Linked DNA regions of Mus musculus: regions 2, 3, 4 and 5 are each linked to region 1. A link is a contact called in public HiChIP or PLAC-seq and promoter capture Hi-C data. All regions are on one chromosome and are shown on one strand. Each heading gives the region's core, a stretch centred on a gene start, on an enhancer-like site or on the middle of the called end of the contact. The rest is flanking DNA. Distances are from core to core; before and after follow the strand shown.

Evidence for each region. Promoter capture Hi-C pulls out the DNA fragments that hold promoters and counts their contacts. HiChIP or PLAC-seq counts read pairs in DNA pulled down with a chosen protein or histone mark.
Region 2: an HNF4G HiChIP or PLAC-seq map of pancreatic cancer cells shows a contact between it and region 1. The contact joins the promoter of Prss22 here to the promoter of Msrb1 in region 1. A contact is called at or near these places in 1 of 39 promoter capture datasets (hippocampal neurons) and 1 of 115 datasets of contacts at active chromatin or transcription factors (pancreatic cancer cells).
Region 3: a contact with region 1 is called in a promoter capture Hi-C map of pre-B cells. The contact joins the promoter of Amdhd2 here to the promoter of Msrb1 in region 1. A contact is called at or near these places in 3 of 39 promoter capture datasets (liver, neural stem cells and pre-B cells), 3 of 484 Hi-C or Micro-C datasets (CD4 T cells, embryonic stem cells and regulatory T cells), 4 of 115 datasets of contacts at active chromatin or transcription factors (bone marrow-derived macrophages, double positive thymocytes, microglia and 1 more) and 2 of 9 other capture datasets (adipose tissue and liver).
Region 4: a contact with region 1 is called in a promoter capture Hi-C map of stem cell-derived epiblast-like cells, with 2.6 times the contacts expected there. The contact joins the promoter of Baiap3 here to the promoter of Msrb1 in region 1. A contact is called at or near these places in 2 of 39 promoter capture datasets (cranial neural crest and stem cell-derived epiblast-like cells), 2 of 484 Hi-C or Micro-C datasets (the C2C12 cell line and nephron progenitors) and 4 of 115 datasets of contacts at active chromatin or transcription factors (astrocytes, embryonic limb bud, neural tube and 1 more).
Region 5: a promoter capture Hi-C map of liver shows a contact between it and region 1, with 2.3 times the contacts expected there. The contact joins the promoter of Tedc2 here to the promoter of Msrb1 in region 1. A contact is called at or near these places in 2 of 39 promoter capture datasets (both in liver), 2 of 484 Hi-C or Micro-C datasets (both in liver) and 1 of 9 other capture datasets (liver).

The regions. Positions count from the first base shown.
Region 1 is chr17:24,735,101-24,737,985 of GRCm38.p6, forward strand. It overlaps Msrb1 (methionine sulfoxide reductase B1), which reads left to right and starts at 1,493. Exons shown (of 5, transcript NM_013759.3): 1 at 1,493-1,662. The coding sequence starts at 1,608. It overlaps Rpl3l (ribosomal protein L3-like), which reads left to right. Exons shown (of 10, transcript NM_001163945.2): 8 at 317-412; 9 at 622-741; 10 at 900-1,043. The coding sequence ends at 956.
Region 2 is chr17:23,996,583-23,999,467 of GRCm38.p6, forward strand. Prss22 (protease, serine 22) reads right to left here and starts at 1,518. Exons shown (of 6, transcript NM_133731.2): 1 at 1,341-1,518; 2 at 729-755; 3 at 84-255. The coding sequence starts at 1,422.
Region 3 is chr17:24,162,269-24,165,153 of GRCm38.p6, forward strand. It overlaps Amdhd2 (amidohydrolase domain containing 2), which reads right to left and starts at 1,465. Exons shown (of 11, transcript NM_172935.4): 1 at 1,314-1,465; 2 at 928-1,064; 3 at 708-847. The coding sequence starts at 1,396. Atp6v0c (ATPase, H+ transporting, lysosomal V0 subunit C) reads right to left here. Exons shown (of 3, transcript NM_009729.4): 2 at 2,431-2,614; 3 at 1,597-2,340. The coding sequence ends at 2,136.
Region 4 is chr17:25,254,908-25,257,792 of GRCm38.p6, forward strand. It overlaps Baiap3 (BAI1-associated protein 3), which reads right to left and starts at 1,457. Exons shown (of 34, transcript NM_001163270.1): 1 at 1,254-1,457.
Region 5 is chr17:24,219,340-24,222,224 of GRCm38.p6, forward strand. Tedc2 (tubulin epsilon and delta complex 2) reads right to left here and starts at 1,512. Exons shown (of 10, transcript NM_028056.2): 1 at 1,352-1,512; 2 at 1,178-1,276; 3 at 913-971; 4 at 392-794. The coding sequence starts at 1,401.

The sequences.
Region 1 (2,885 bases), core at 243-2,742:
TGGTACCCAAGCTGGCCTTCAACTCAAAGTGATCTCATATCCCCCTCTCAAGTGCTGGATTTACGAGTGTATACCACCGTGCTCAGCAAACCCAAACTTCTGAGCATCAGTGTGCCCACAAAAAGGCATATTGTTAAATGAGATGACACAGGAAAGATACTTAGTATTCAGTTGAGATGTTACTGCCCCCTGAGGAGTGACCCAGTGGGAAGGTATTGTCCCTGCACCCTGGGGTCTGCGCATAGGGCTCCCTCCCACTACAGCCTCCTAACTTGGCTGCCCTGTTCCTGGCTTGGTGTGGTCTGTCTCCCTGTAGGGTGGCTTCCCCCACTATGGGGAAGTGAACAATGACTTCATCATGTTAAAGGGCTGCATTGCAGGTACCAAGAAGCGAGTGATCACTCTGAGAAAGGTCAGTGCTGCTTGGCAAGCTGGGGAGTGGACTCCAGTGGCCTGTTCTGTCCTTTAGCGTGCTCTGTGGTGGGTTGTGTGGTGGGAGAGTAAAGGAAGGGGGTCTGGCAAGAGCGAGGGATTGACTGAGTCCTCCTTGGTGTGAACTGGAGGTCACAGGAGGAGTCGGGGCCCTCTGTCCTTGACATCTCTTCTCTCTTGGATACCCAGTCCCTTCTGGTGCACCACAGCCGCAGGGCCCTGGAGAATATTGAGCTCAAGTTCATTGACACCACTTCTAAGTTTGGCCACGGATGTTTTCAGACAGCGCAGGAGAAGAGGGCCTTCATGGTGAGCTAGTCCCACTTGTTCCAGAGAGGAACTAGAAGAAGGGGCCTTTTTAGCAAACCAGTAGAGCAGGCCCTAGGTGGCCCTGGCACTGGCCGTAGGTAGTATTTCTTGACTGACTCTCCTGACTAACTCTCATCTTGTCTCCTCACCTTAACCAGGGTCCCCAAAAGAAACATCTGGAGAAAGAGAAGCCGGAGACCTTGGGAAACATGTAAGATGTCTGGAATGGAGCACACCTGGGATGTAGCACTCTTGCTATCTGTCCGGTCCTTTTTGTTCAATAAAGTCCTGAGGCAACTCTCTCTGTCTGTCTCTGTGTGTCTGTCTCTCTTCCACATTCCCTGGGAGGCTTGATGTAGATCTTAAGCCTGGGTCGGAGGTTGGGTGATCCCAGACGCGGGCGCAAGGTTTAGCGCCAGATAAGAGGGCTATAGATACAGCTGGGTAGATGCGCCTCCACGCCAGTTGCACAATGGTATTAGTAGTAGCTACCATTGGCTAGTACCAATGTTTATAGCCTAGCCGCTGTACTGGAGCTTAGCATAGGTTTGGCCTTCATCTTAACAGCTAAGCTTCCTGGGAGCGGCTCCCTGGGCGGGGCCTTCTAGAGGCGGAAGTAAGGACGTGATCTCTGGGTAAACTTGGCTGGATGGGTGGGGTTTAGGGCCTATGGGAGGAGAGACTCCTTGAGGGCGGGGCTGCTAGGAGGCGGCCGTGGGGAATCCAAGAGTGACTGGTCCCCTCTAGGGGCGGGGCTTATGGCGAATCGGAAAGTGATTGGTTATTGGGACTGGGTCGGGTTTGAGTCCAGATCTTAGGGTTTTACCCGGACCTGGCTGGGAGCTTTTGCCTGTCCCGTCGCGACCATGTCGTTCTGCAGCTTCTTCGGAGGCGAGGTTTTCCAGAATCACTTCGAGCCAGGTACACCCCGTGGCATTAAAGCATACATTGCCTCCTGGGGAGCTGTGGAGTTCCCGAACCGGGACTGGGCTAGTGTGGTTGCCGAGGAGAAGCGAGCCTGGGAAAAAAGAACTTGGAGGAGGGGAGCTGGGTGGCCAGGGCATTCTGGAGCAGGAGGACTTGAGAGGAGAAGGGACATTCCGGTAGACTCTGTTCTCGAGGGGGACAGGCCTTGAACTTCAAATGTAGATCTCTCTGGGGGATTCTCTGGGCCAGATGCGTAAGGGTGATGCCACCGGATGGTGTCAGAGTGGTCTGAACTTTAGAGCGGAATGATGGTGGTATGTGGTCCAAGGTCAGTGTTGGAATTTGCCCTGACAATGTACCCCCTCGCCCACCCCACCCCCCCGCCTGCAACCCCTGATTTGCTTGGATGAGCGGACAAGCTCTGCACTTGCTGTTCAATCCGGAATGTGCTGTCCCAGATGTCTCTCCGTCCTCTGCGTTGGTTGTCAATGGGTTCTTGCCAGCATAAATGAAGTTTGACCAGTACTGTGAGAGACGTTGCTTGGCTCCCTTCTTGCTGGGTTCTGCTGATCTGGACTAATTTGGTAAAAACTATGGCACTGGCGTTCCAGGGGCAGGATCTGTTTGTTAGATGTCAGTCCTCTAGAGGGCAGGGCTGTGACAATGGGCACCTCTATAAGCCAGTTGTTGTAATACAGGGTTGCTGGGAAGAGACCTCCCTTGAATTCTTTTTGGCTACAACACTCCAGTTGCCCTCAGGCTACCCTGGCAAGCTAGACACTCACTCAGTTTTGCTTCCTCTCCAGTTCCTGATACAGGTTGAAAGAACAGTTCAGACTCCAGGGTGTCTGTCCTCAAGTGGTGGGTGACCGATGATTCAGTACCCTGCAGGTTCCCATTTTTAAGTCTTTCAAACAGTTATGTAATTCAGTTTTGCAACCATCCTTACCCCTTCCACTCATGTGATCTTTTGGGGACAGGTTGAAACCTTTCTTCCCAGCTGCTGTTTTCTGGGGTTCCCTATTTGGCTTGGAAGACTGTCCTCTAGGGCCAGTCTGTTCCTAAGACCGGAGCTGATATCCATGGTATCCAAGACTGTTGACTAGCAGAGATGCCCACTTGAGAAAGAGGACCAAGTGGTTACACTGGCAGTTAGGAGCCCTACTGTGTGGAGCTTGTCTAAGGGTAAAGGGAGGCCACTATCCGACTTCTGGGAG
Region 2 (2,885 bases), core at 268-2,767, 740 kb before region 1:
CTGAATAGAGGCCTGGACAGCCCAGAGACTGAGGCAGAAAGCCTGGGCCTGGGAGAGTCAAAAGCAAGCCTGAGTCCACATACCTCTTAAAGCAGTGCGCGGCTGTGACCACCCAGCGGTTGGTGAGCAGGGAGCCTGCACAGTGGTGGGAGCCATTCTTGAGGATGCTAACAATCCAGGGCCACTGGGCATCCATGCTGTCCTCACCTCCCACAATCCGGTTCAGCTGCTGAGGCTTCCCACAGTCTGGGGACACTGGCACAAGGGATGGCATCTTCTGTCATCTCAGTAGACACAATTGTCTTCTGACTTGCCTGTCAACCCCCCTGCAAGGCCTCAAACCTGTGCCCAGCACAGCATGTGTCCAGCACAGCCTGCTGCTGCAGGGAGAGTGCCTGCCTGCCCTGTCCCTGTCCCCTTTAGTTATCAGGGACTGGCCCTTGCCTTCTTCTCTCCTTTATCTGGCCTTCCCTCCCACTCCCCTTAACCTTTATTTTTTTGGTTCTGTTGGTCCCTCACCCTTCTGTCCTCCCTTCTCTAGATTCATCACCTTCCTAAGCCCCACCCACCCACACAACTCCTCTTGCCTGTATCCATCCCATCCTCTTCAATCTCATGCTCCCCTGTGACTGGGGTCCCCACACTGACCTACCCTATAGAGTCAGATACAAAGACTGTCCACACCACTGCCCCACCCCCACCCAGCCAGGCAACCTGATCACACTCACCTCGGATGGTGGCAGCACTGATGGGAGCTGAGAGCAAGAGAATAAAGAAAGTGGTGAGGAGCCCTGTGCCCCATGCCTGGGGACTCCCCCACCTTCCCAAACAGACTCAGCCTGGGCCCTCCAGCACTGTTCGCTGCTCCACCACCTGTCACACACACACACACACACACACACACACAGACACACACACACACACACACACACACACTGTCACCCAGGTTTTCTCCCCCAGCTCCCATGAAAGCCCAGGCAGCTGCCTTCCTATTCCAGAACAGAAGGAGACCCAAGATGGAAATAGAGGAGGAAGAGGAAACAGGAGATGGAGGGCACAGGGAAGCGGTGAGAGGCGCTCCTGAGCAGGCACTGAGACCAGAGCACTCACATGCATTCAATCCTCATAGCTGCTAGGGAAACTGAGGCAGACCACATGCCAGAGGAAGGAGAACGGAGACAGGCATGGGGAGCCGATGATGAAAGGCAACAGAGGAAAGAAGAGAGACGGAACTCAAGGGAAGGAGCTGAGCTGAGCTGGCGAAGAGGAGGTGACTGTGGGAAGGAGGAGGAGGGAAGAGAGGATGTGGGGAGGAGGAGCAGCAGGCCCTTGGGGCTCACCTGTGGAAGTCAGCAGCACCAGAAGGATTAAGATGCTGAACTGGTCCCCACCCAGTGCTGGGGGAGGTCTGGAGATCATCATTGCTGGTATGGGTGGAGACCCAGCAAGGCTGCTGGCCGGCTCAAAGGACCTAAGGGCTGTGTTGCTTGAGACTGGCAGGACGGGTGGCTGTAGTGTGTAGGGTTCCCTACAGGTTGCCCCAGGTTTTATCCTGTGAGGAAGAATGCTGTTGGACCAGTCCCCCAGGTGCCTGAGACTGGGCCACCCAGACTGTGGGTCAAGGAGGAGGTGGGGTTGCCAGAAGGAAGCAACCAGTTACTGGGTTCTAGGGATGCTACCAGGAGACTGGATGGGGGTCTCCAGATCAGTTGTATGCCCGGGGTCACCCTGCATGGGGGGTTGGGGGGTGAGGGGGGAAAGTAGAGACTTGCTGACTGCCTAGGGCATGGTTTTAACACTGACTCCCAGGTAAACAGAGAAAGAGCCCTGTAGTTTGCAGACTGTTTGGGGTAGGAAGTGACTCAGTCTGAAATGGCTGGGGTTGCCAGGGGGACCTTGTTCCTTAACGGCCCATGTCCAGGGCCCTGGTTGCTTCCATGACTCAAGACAGACACTTGGGGCCCTGGAATCCCGTTAGCCCACTTCCCCGAAAGCTGTGACTCAGGCCCCAAAGGGACGGGCATAATGGCCTCTTGGCCATTTGGCCAAGCTGTCCCTGGCACTTCCTCTCAGTTGTCACTGTAGGTGACCCTCCGGTGACTCATTTCTCACCTGAACTCCAGGGAGCAGGCCAAGCCCAAAGCAAGAGCCACAGCCTATGCGCCCCACACACACTTGGGAAGAACTAACCCTGTGGTCACGTTCACACCATGGGACCTACACACACACACACACAAAGGACCAGGGAGCTGGGCTTTGGGAAGCTTAGGTGCTGTAGGCTGGTGTGGATTGTCCTGACTAAGTGTCCTATACTCATGACACCCTCACGTCAAGCAGGAACCAGCGACATCATCCCAAACAAATGTATTCCTCTCCCCAGGGTTAGATCCTGGGATCAGACCTGGCTGTGGAGGAAATGGGTTCAGTGAAAATAGTACTGCAGTCTGAGGCTCTGCACCCCACTTTGTGCCGTCCCCAAGCTCCCTCATCACCCAAGAAACCTGGGCTGGTTCGGGGATATCGTAGCCTGGCTGCTCACTGGATTGACGTGGGAACTTAGTGGCCCCCCCCAGCAGGATCGGAGGTGCCTGACTCTCCTTGGGATAGCCCACAAAACTTACTCTGAAGAAAAGACCATGAATAAGTGTGGGAACAGCTACAGTAACACTGAACCCAGGGAAAGAAAGAGAGGTTGATCTCTTCCCACCTCTGGGCCAGCTGCAGCTCTCTTGGGAGTTCCCTGACCTGGGCCTCCAAGTTGCCCAGAGCTGGCCCTGCAGGTCCCTGTGTTGCCCACCTCAACTGTTTGAGATTAAGGTGGTATTAGGCCCAGTTAGCACATGTATCCCTCTCTCTGGCAAGGTGACACTCACATAACCTTGCCT
Region 3 (2,885 bases), core at 215-2,714, 570 kb before region 1:
ATACCACGTTTTTAAAGCAAGAGTTCAGGTCTAAGGGATAAACCCGCAGAGAACACATGAAGACAGCAACCTAAACAAGCTTCCTTAAAACTGGGAAAACTAGCCTGGCGTGGTGGCACACGCCTTTAATCCCAGCACTCGGGAGGCAGAGGCAGGCAGATTTCTGAGTTTGAGGCCAGCCTGGTCTACAAAGTGAGTTCCAGGACAGCAAGGTCTATACAGAGAAACCCTGTCTCGAAAAAACAAACAAACAAACAAAAACCGGGAAAACTGTGGGAGAACCTTACATGAAATTTGGAACAAGACAACAGACCTCCTGCTAAGATAGAAGGTGGAAGGGTGAGGACAGAAGCCAGTCCACAGCAACAGCAGCTCTTTCTGAAAGGCTTTTTCATGTGAGTCACACAGCATAAGCAGGTTAGGGAGGAAGAGCTAGACAAGAGACAATGGCTGTGGCAGAATTCCAGGCGACCTTAGTTCAGGAGACCCAGAGGCTGCCTACAGGGCGTTGGGAGGGCGTGGCAGATGAGAACCGGGGCAGGAAACGTGAGGACAACCGCACTGGCAGTTGCAGAGACCAGGCAGAACCCAACTGAAAGTGAGGCGGATCCCCCTCGGACCCAAGTCCAGGAAGCCCAGATTCGGGTGAAGGAAGTGGTCCTTTCCTGAGGGCCCCTTTGCTCAGGGGTAGAACGGCCTCATCTCACCTTGTGATAAACCTCTGGTGGGGAGGTGACCAGGGTGGGACAGAAGGAGGTGACACCGTGGGACAGGAGCCTCCGGGCCACTAGGGCGACCCCCGAACCCACGTCCTCCGTAGCCTTGGAGAAGTCAACACCAAATCCACCTGTGGCCACAGAAAACAAGGGGGGTAGCACAGTGCTCGGAGCTCCTGCCCTGGGTTCCCTGGCCCGAGCCAGGCCGCACCGTTGATCTGCACATCGATAAAGCCAGGCGCCAGGATGCGGCCTCCGCAGTCCCGCTGCTCATCAGCCACACGCCTCTCCTCAAAAAACAGCTTTTCTGGGTCCAGGATTCGGCCCCCGCGCACCCACAGATCCTCCCTGAGGGCAGAGTAGTAGGCACTTGGATCACCACCAGGCCCTGGAACCAAACCCTAGTTCTATCTCGCACCCAGCTTGTCCCTGCACCCACTATTCTTCTTGGTCCCGGCCACACACCCACGATAGTCCCGCCCTCCACATTCCTGCCCCTTTCAGGGCTTATGCCCTACACTATCCCCATCTCTGCACCCCGCACTGGCGTATCATCAGCTCTATACCCAGCCTAAGCCTGCACCATGCAGCCCAGACCTGAGGAGCGTGCCGCCACGCAGGATGCGGCAGTTGGTGAACTGGAGCACCGGGGCCCCCGCTGCGCACTGCCCGCTACGCATCGTGAGTCGCGCCGAACCCAGCAAGCTTTGGGCGCAAGCCGGCAGAGCCCGGAGCAGCCGTAATCGGAAGCGGGGCCAGGTCGCATCACGTGACTCTCAGCTGAAGGGGCTGTCACGTGGCCGCGGTGCTCACGTGGTGGCGACCACATGATGACAAACCCTGCCAGGCCCGCCCACAGAAGCGCCAGAACACAAGCCAGTCACATCCGAGAACTTTTATTGGACACAGCTGGGAGCCAGCTCTGAGGAGCAGTAGCACTCTATCCTCCACCCTGGCTGTTCAGGGCAGGGGGAAGGGTGGCTCCATCCAAGGAGTCTCAGCAACAGGAACCCCACAAGGCAACAGTCTACTAATGATTACTATATAGTTGGGAGACAGGAGCTGCTCCACAGACGCATGAATAGGTCAAATCTTTTATAAATAAACATCCAGTGAAGAGAAAAATGACAACTCTAGTTCATTCTTATACACAGGAGCACTCTAGGGCGATGGGTGGGGTAACCAGAGGCTGACTTCGTCACTGGTCAGGGGCCTGGGTGGGAGATGAGTGGGCCCGTATGTCCACAGCACGGTGCAGTAGGGGCAAGGCGGGGGCGACAGACAATGGGCACTAGGACACTGCACATTTACAAGACCAACTACTGAGGGGCAGCTGCCCGTGCATGTGTCAGGCTGTTCGTTCTGGAATGAGGAGGGGTGATCTTTACATCCTATCCTGTGACTGATGGTGGAAAAGGACTACTTTGTGGAGAGGATTAGGGCCACGATGAGACCGTAGAGGCCAAGCACCTCCGCAAAGATGAGGATCAGGATCATGCCCACGAACAGTCGAGGCTGCTGGGCAGTGCCCCGAACACCAGCATCTCCGACGATGCCAATGGCAAAGCCAGCAGCCAGGCCACTCAGCCCCACACTCAGGCCAGCACCCAGTTGAAGAAAACTCCTGGGGAGAGAAGAGACACAGGTTGTCAGCAATCTGCCTGTCCACAGGACAATGAAGCACTTCACCTGGGAGGAAAGGCCCAGCACTCACCTGTAGAGGGTGATGCCATCAGTCAGGGAGTTAGCGATAAGTACTGCCACCACCAGGCCGTAGATGGCGATGATCCCAGCCATAACCACTGGGATGATGGACTTCATGATCAGCTCTGGCCTCATGACTGACATGGCTGCGATGCCAGTGCCACTCTTGGCTGTGCCATAGGCGGCTCCCATGGCTGTGGGAGGAGAGAGTAAGTGAGCCCAGAGCAGCTTTTTCCATTCTGCTCCCCAGGTTCCCACCCATTACAAGAACTGAGGCGGGCAGCCAAGCAAGAGCAGCAGCCACTTCTCTTCCCACTAGCAGAGCCATACCTCCAACCTCCTGCTCTACTTCCGCCTGCAGTTCTTCCTGTGGTCATGGGGGCTCGTTTGCTGTGAAACCAGACTTTGTTCCCTAGCACTCCCCTTCCCTAGCTTGTGATCTCTGGCAACATAGTCACGTGGAAG
Region 4 (2,885 bases), core at 207-2,706, 520 kb after region 1:
TTGTGGGGCAGTGAGGCAGAGAATTTAAGGGCAAAGGGCTGGAGGGGTCTCTCTGGGCTTCCAGTCCACAGCAAACACAAGGGTGCTGAGTGGGGTAGTGCCTATGGACCTCTCCACGGCCGGCCTCAGTAGCTCAGCCTCCAGTCCTCAGGTGGTCTACCTGTTACACATTCTGTTTGCAAGCTCATCCCTCCCTGAGTCACAGGGAGTGTAGGGGTGTGTAGGGGGAGATCTGCACTGTGCTCTCTGTGGATGGATGCTCTCCAGGCCTACAGATGGAGACTGGTTCACTCTACCCTGGAGTCTTACCTGCTACTTACCTGTCTCTGTTGAGTTAGTTGCTCCTGATCGGCTGTTTTTGATGATAGGGGCGGGGGAGGCTGTGGTTACCCTCCCCTGTTCTATTGAGGTTACCTTCTTCTCCTTGAAGGCAGGAGGTCTGAAGGGAGTTTGGTCTTGGTCTTGCTTTCTTTCTGTTTCTATTTCTGTCTCTCTCTGATTCTGTCTCTCTGTCTCTGTCTCTGTCTCTACCTCTGTGCCTCTCTCTCTCTCTCTCTCTCTCACACACACACACACACACACACACACACACACACACACACACACACAGTCAGACCCCAGGCAAATGGTGGGACCCGAATTCCTGGGTAACTAGGGAGGAAAAAGGCTTACCCTGGCAGGGATTTTGGGTTACTGAGGGCAAAGGTCTCATGAGGGGAGTCGGAAAGTGGTAGGGACACGGGCGCTGGGGCCTTGAGGGGATTCAACCTGTTCAGAGAAGCCCCGTAGGGCGTCTCCGAGGTCCCCAGCTCCGCTTCAGTCAGGGGCCTCTATTGGGAAAAAGGGTTACAGTCAGGTGGCTCAGCAGCGGCGGCCGTGGGAACCGAGGTTGAAGGTGTGCACTCTCTGGCTCTGGAGGTCTCACCCTTCAACCCTCCCGGGGAATTCTGCAGTGTGGACCTCCAGTAGCCCTTTACTTAGCTCAGAGCCTAGGACGCCGGCCGTGCGACCCCGCCCCTCTCTCTGAGCACGCGCGGCCTCAGTTTCCCCAGGACCTCAGTTTCCCATTGCCTCTGACGCCAGCAATTCCCGTGCTCCACCCGGAGCGTAGTGCAGAAGCCAGGGGTGGGGGTGGGGCTAAGCCCGAGGGGGCGGTCGCGTCCGTCCGTCCGTCCGTCTGTCTGTCTGTGATAAAAAGCAGGTTAAGCCTCGACGGCAGTCTGACGACATTGGGCAGGAGTTACAGCACTCACCGTGGACAGGGCTTCGGGGGCCACAGGGTCGGGGGGGTCCCTGCTGGCGCTGGCGTTGCTGTCGCACTAGCTGGGGACACCGAGGCACAGCGACCGCTAGCAGCCGCGCGCGCTGGAGACTGAGCACTGCAGAGCGGGCGCCGCGGGCGGGGGGCGCGGGCGGGCGGAGGCGGGGCCTGGCCTGGTTTGCTGGTCAGAGGTTCCAGCCCTGCCCACCCCTACCCTGCGCGTTTGGGGTCGGCAGGGGGTCTCTACCAGCACGGTAGTGGCCAGAGAGACCCTGCTCTGGGCACAGGGCTCAGTAACCTACAGGTGGGTGCAGGGACAGGTTGTGTTAGCTGTCCCCCCACCCCCCTTCTCCTGCCCCGAGGGAGGAGGCTGTCACGGGGTCTCCTTCCCAGGGCCGCAGGGAAGCTACAGTCGCCCAAAAGAAACAGTCGCCCAAAGGAAACACGAAGTGCCTGGTGTTTCTTGAAGTGCTGTACAGCCATATCCAAAGTCAACCCTCTCACAAAAGCTCTGCTGCTCAGTACTACCCGGAGCTGCTCTCTTCCAGGGAAGTCAGCTCTGGTATTAACCTGGGACATCTCGTGATGTCACTGCTATCTGTGAATGTGTGCAGAAGACACACATTAAGCCACATCCTGCTGTTCCCAGCCCACTTCTCCTAAGGCCCCCTCCACCACTTGAGGTCACCTGGAGACTTGTTAAATGAGTTGCCTGTCCAGTTCCTAAAAGTGCGAGCTCTGAAGCTGGGGCAGAGGAAATACCTGACAGGGTTCTTTGTGTGGGTTCTCAGCACCCACTGGGAGTTGTTCTTGGCTGTTCCAGGGCTCAGTAGGCCCCTGAAGACTGACACAAACTTCGGTGGGAAACCACTGGTGGCCATGTTGCTTCTAAGTAGTTCCACTTTGGAGTTTATACCAAAAGTCTCATTCTTTTGTTTGTTTGGTTTGGTTTGATTTTTCGTTTCTCTGTGTAGCCCTGGCTGTCCTGAAATTCACTCTGTAGACCAGGCTGGCCTTGAACTCAAGAGTTTCCCACTACTGACCGGTTTAAAGGTCTCATTCTTATGGGAAGGACTCCAACCAGTGTGAGGGTCAGGAAAGCAGGCCTGAAAATTCTCCACTTCAGACTGTAGCAAATGACATCTCTGCTGAGGCGACAGACTTTCCAGAGTGCTGGGCGGGGGGCCTTTGTTCCTCATTACTGGGATTTGGAGAGGAAACATCTGAGGGACAACAGTCAGGCCATAGTCCTTCATTCCAGGGGACATACAGGTGAGGTCACCTGTCTGTATCCCAATTCACATCTCTGTCAGTCCCTCCATCCATCACTGAAGACAGGCACCAGAACAGAATATTGTCCTGCAGAATGCTCCGTTCTCAGTCAACCTCTGGCTTGGCACAGTCCGGCCAGGCAAAAGTGATAAAAGTCAAACCCACTGTCAGGACCAGGATATCAGATGAGCAAGGGAAGGTCCTGGACTCTATGCCCCACACTGTCCTGCTATAGGGGATAGGGGTTGGAGTGGGATAGCCAACTCCTCTCCCAGAGTCTGGAGTTGATGCACCCATAGTATACTCTTGTGTCATGTTTTGCCAACCTGTTGGAACACACACACACAGGGCA
Region 5 (2,885 bases), core at 262-2,761, 520 kb before region 1:
CTCACTCTGTAGACCAGGCTGGCCCCGAACTCAGAAATCTGCCTGCCTCTGCCTCCCGAGTGCTGGGATTAAAGGCGTGGGCCACCAAGCCCGGCATTAGGACTGTCATTCTTACTCATGGCTCAGAACCCATTGGGGCGAACCTTCTCACCTCCTCTCCTTTAACAGCTTAATTCTGACAAGCTTTTTGAAAACGGCTTCTGGAGGAGGGTGGGTGCTCGCCCAGTCCAGAGAGCTCATGGGCTGGTTAGGCTCCAGAACGACAAACCTGATACCATCCCAACCCTGTTCTGCCCTGTTTGCTTCAGTGCATGACCCTTACGGGTCGGCACCAGGGGCTTCCTCAACCAGCTCAATGCCCTGTCAGGATACGAGCGTCTGGGAAGCTTACCCCTTCTCCTTTAATGCGAAGAGTTCTGTGGTGTGATGAGCAGATGACGGGGTCATTTGTTGGTCCCTGAGGTCTGGTCCATACCCAGTAGTTTGGTCTTGTGTTCTTACATGGGTCTTATCACCCTTTGATCGTAGTCTGTGCTCAGGGTAATCCTTGGGAGGGGCTGTGGCCCGCTGTATACCCTTGGTGGATCTTGTACCCAATACACGGCTGCCACCCCGGCTGGGAGCCCGAGGATGGGAGGCGGCAGCGGCACCAGAAGTGGCTGCCTTAGATGTCAGAGTGGGGGTTCTGTCTCTTTGTCCAGCATTGGACACGCCTTTCCTCACACGTACAGCCTTCTCCAGAGCCTGGGTCAAAAGTTCCAGCTCCTCGAGATCTTGAGAACTCGGTGCACATGCTATGAACGTCAAGAACCATGCAAGAATTCCTCCTCACTGTCCCAGGATGGATTCCCCCATGACAGCAAGCCAGAGAAAGGCCAGGGACAGCACCCATAAAAAGCAGCTAACGTTTACCTGGACTTGGGTCCTCTTCTTTGGTTTCTGGAACTGGAGATGGGGTCCTGGCTGGTTCCCTGCAAAGACAGGGCAGCCATGGTATGGTCCAAACATTCTATCCCTAAGCAGATTCCCAGCCTCAGACCCTGGATAAGGGGTAAGGATAGCAATGGCAACCGGAGTCTAAAAGCATGCATTTGTATTTGGCCTTCTAGGCCCTGGGACTCTGCATAATCCTGATGGTCCGAGGAGGGACTGGCCAGGAGGTCCTGGGTCCGCGTACCAGACCTGCAGCAGCCTCCTGGAAACGCGCAGGCTCCGCTCCAACTGCCGCTGCCGATCGGCGCAGGAGTCCAAGGCGCCCTGCAGCTCCGCTACCAGCCTGAGGACAGGTACTATGTGAGCCTCCGAACCTCGCTCCCGTCCGCCCAATTCCCTTCCGTTGCACGAGACCCACCGGTGAGCGCAGTCTGCGGGTAGTAGGTAGTTTCCTTTAACACCAAGCATTTTTGCCGCCGCCAAGGAGTCCCGCGCCTTCCGGGCAGAAGGCCGCCCACTTCCGGGTAGGCTACCCAATCTTGAGCACAGCTTGCAAGTCCAGCTCCAAAACGCGAATCCATCTCAAGCTCCACCCATCATCCCAGACTCCGCCCTAACCCCTCCCACGGGAGGACGCAAAGGCTCTGTTGGAACCTGGACAGTGCCACTGTAGATAAGATAGCTTCTGATTTGGCTAATCAGATAATGCTCTTCTGACAGGGCATCCGTGACCCTCTAAAGTTTGGTTTTTTGTCTTAACCAGGTTTTGCCGAACCTACTTTGAAAGCAGAGATAAGCGGTCTTGCTGACTCCAGGATGACTTAGCAATCAAGCATATGGCCAGAAGACAATGCTAGAACTGGGTCAAGGAACATCTTAGGAATGTCAGGCGCCAGACGTGAACAATGAAGCCCAGGGAATCTGGAGCATGTGGCACTTAGAATAGGTCTGCTAAGCTGCTCTACGTCATGGAAGGTTGTGCAAGAGACAGAGGAGTGTCAGATAGTAGATAGATAGGCGGAGGGGAGGCTGAAGCCCAGAGAATGGCCAGGAGGCCGTAGATAGGACACATGCAAACACAGCAGCTAAGGGTCAGAGCAATGGTCTTTGCCCTCAAAGATCTACCAAGCTAGGCCAGCTTGTCAATACATGGTTAATATTGACTTGTTTGGCATAGATTATCAGTACATTATGTTCTCCATCAAGTCAGTTTGTGCAATCTCATGTAGTCTCAGCTGGCCTTCAATTCACTATGTATCTGATGACCTTGAACTCATGACCTTCCTGTCTCCATTTCAATTATTTTTTACTTTTATCTTTTTTGGTTTTTCGAGACAGGGTTTCTCTGTGTAGCCCTGGATGTCCTGGAACTCACTTTGTAGACCAGGTTAGCCTCCAACTCTGAGATCCACCTGCCTCTGCCTCCCAAGTGCTGGGATTAAAGGTGTGTGCCACCACTGCCCGGCCCAATTATTTCCTAATTAAAAAACTTGTATGTCAACGTACAACTTGCATGCCTAGTGCCCAAGGAGGCCTGAAGAGGGAACTGGATCTTCTGAAATTGGAGTTATAGATGGTTGAGTGGGTTTGTGGATCTGAATTCAGGTCCTCTGGTCAAGCAGCAAATGCTACAAACCAATGAGCTGCCTCTGCAGCCTCCTTCTCCCACCTCTTAGAAGCCTGCCACTAGACACAGCTTTTCCATTTGTTTCTACGGTGAAAAATGTGCTTGGCTGCTGAAAGAAATGAGGACAGGGAACAGTGCTCAGCAGTACTGGTGATATAAATTATTAGTTCTAGAGCCCAAGAAGTAAGGTAACCCTGGTTGTTTCTGTACAAAAAGAGCAAGAAAGTTAGCCCAGTGTCAAGTGGGAAAGGGGCTGAGATCTAGGCAGTTCCACTGTCATATTTGGGATAGAAGATGGGCACCCCTACTTACACTGGGCCTCCAG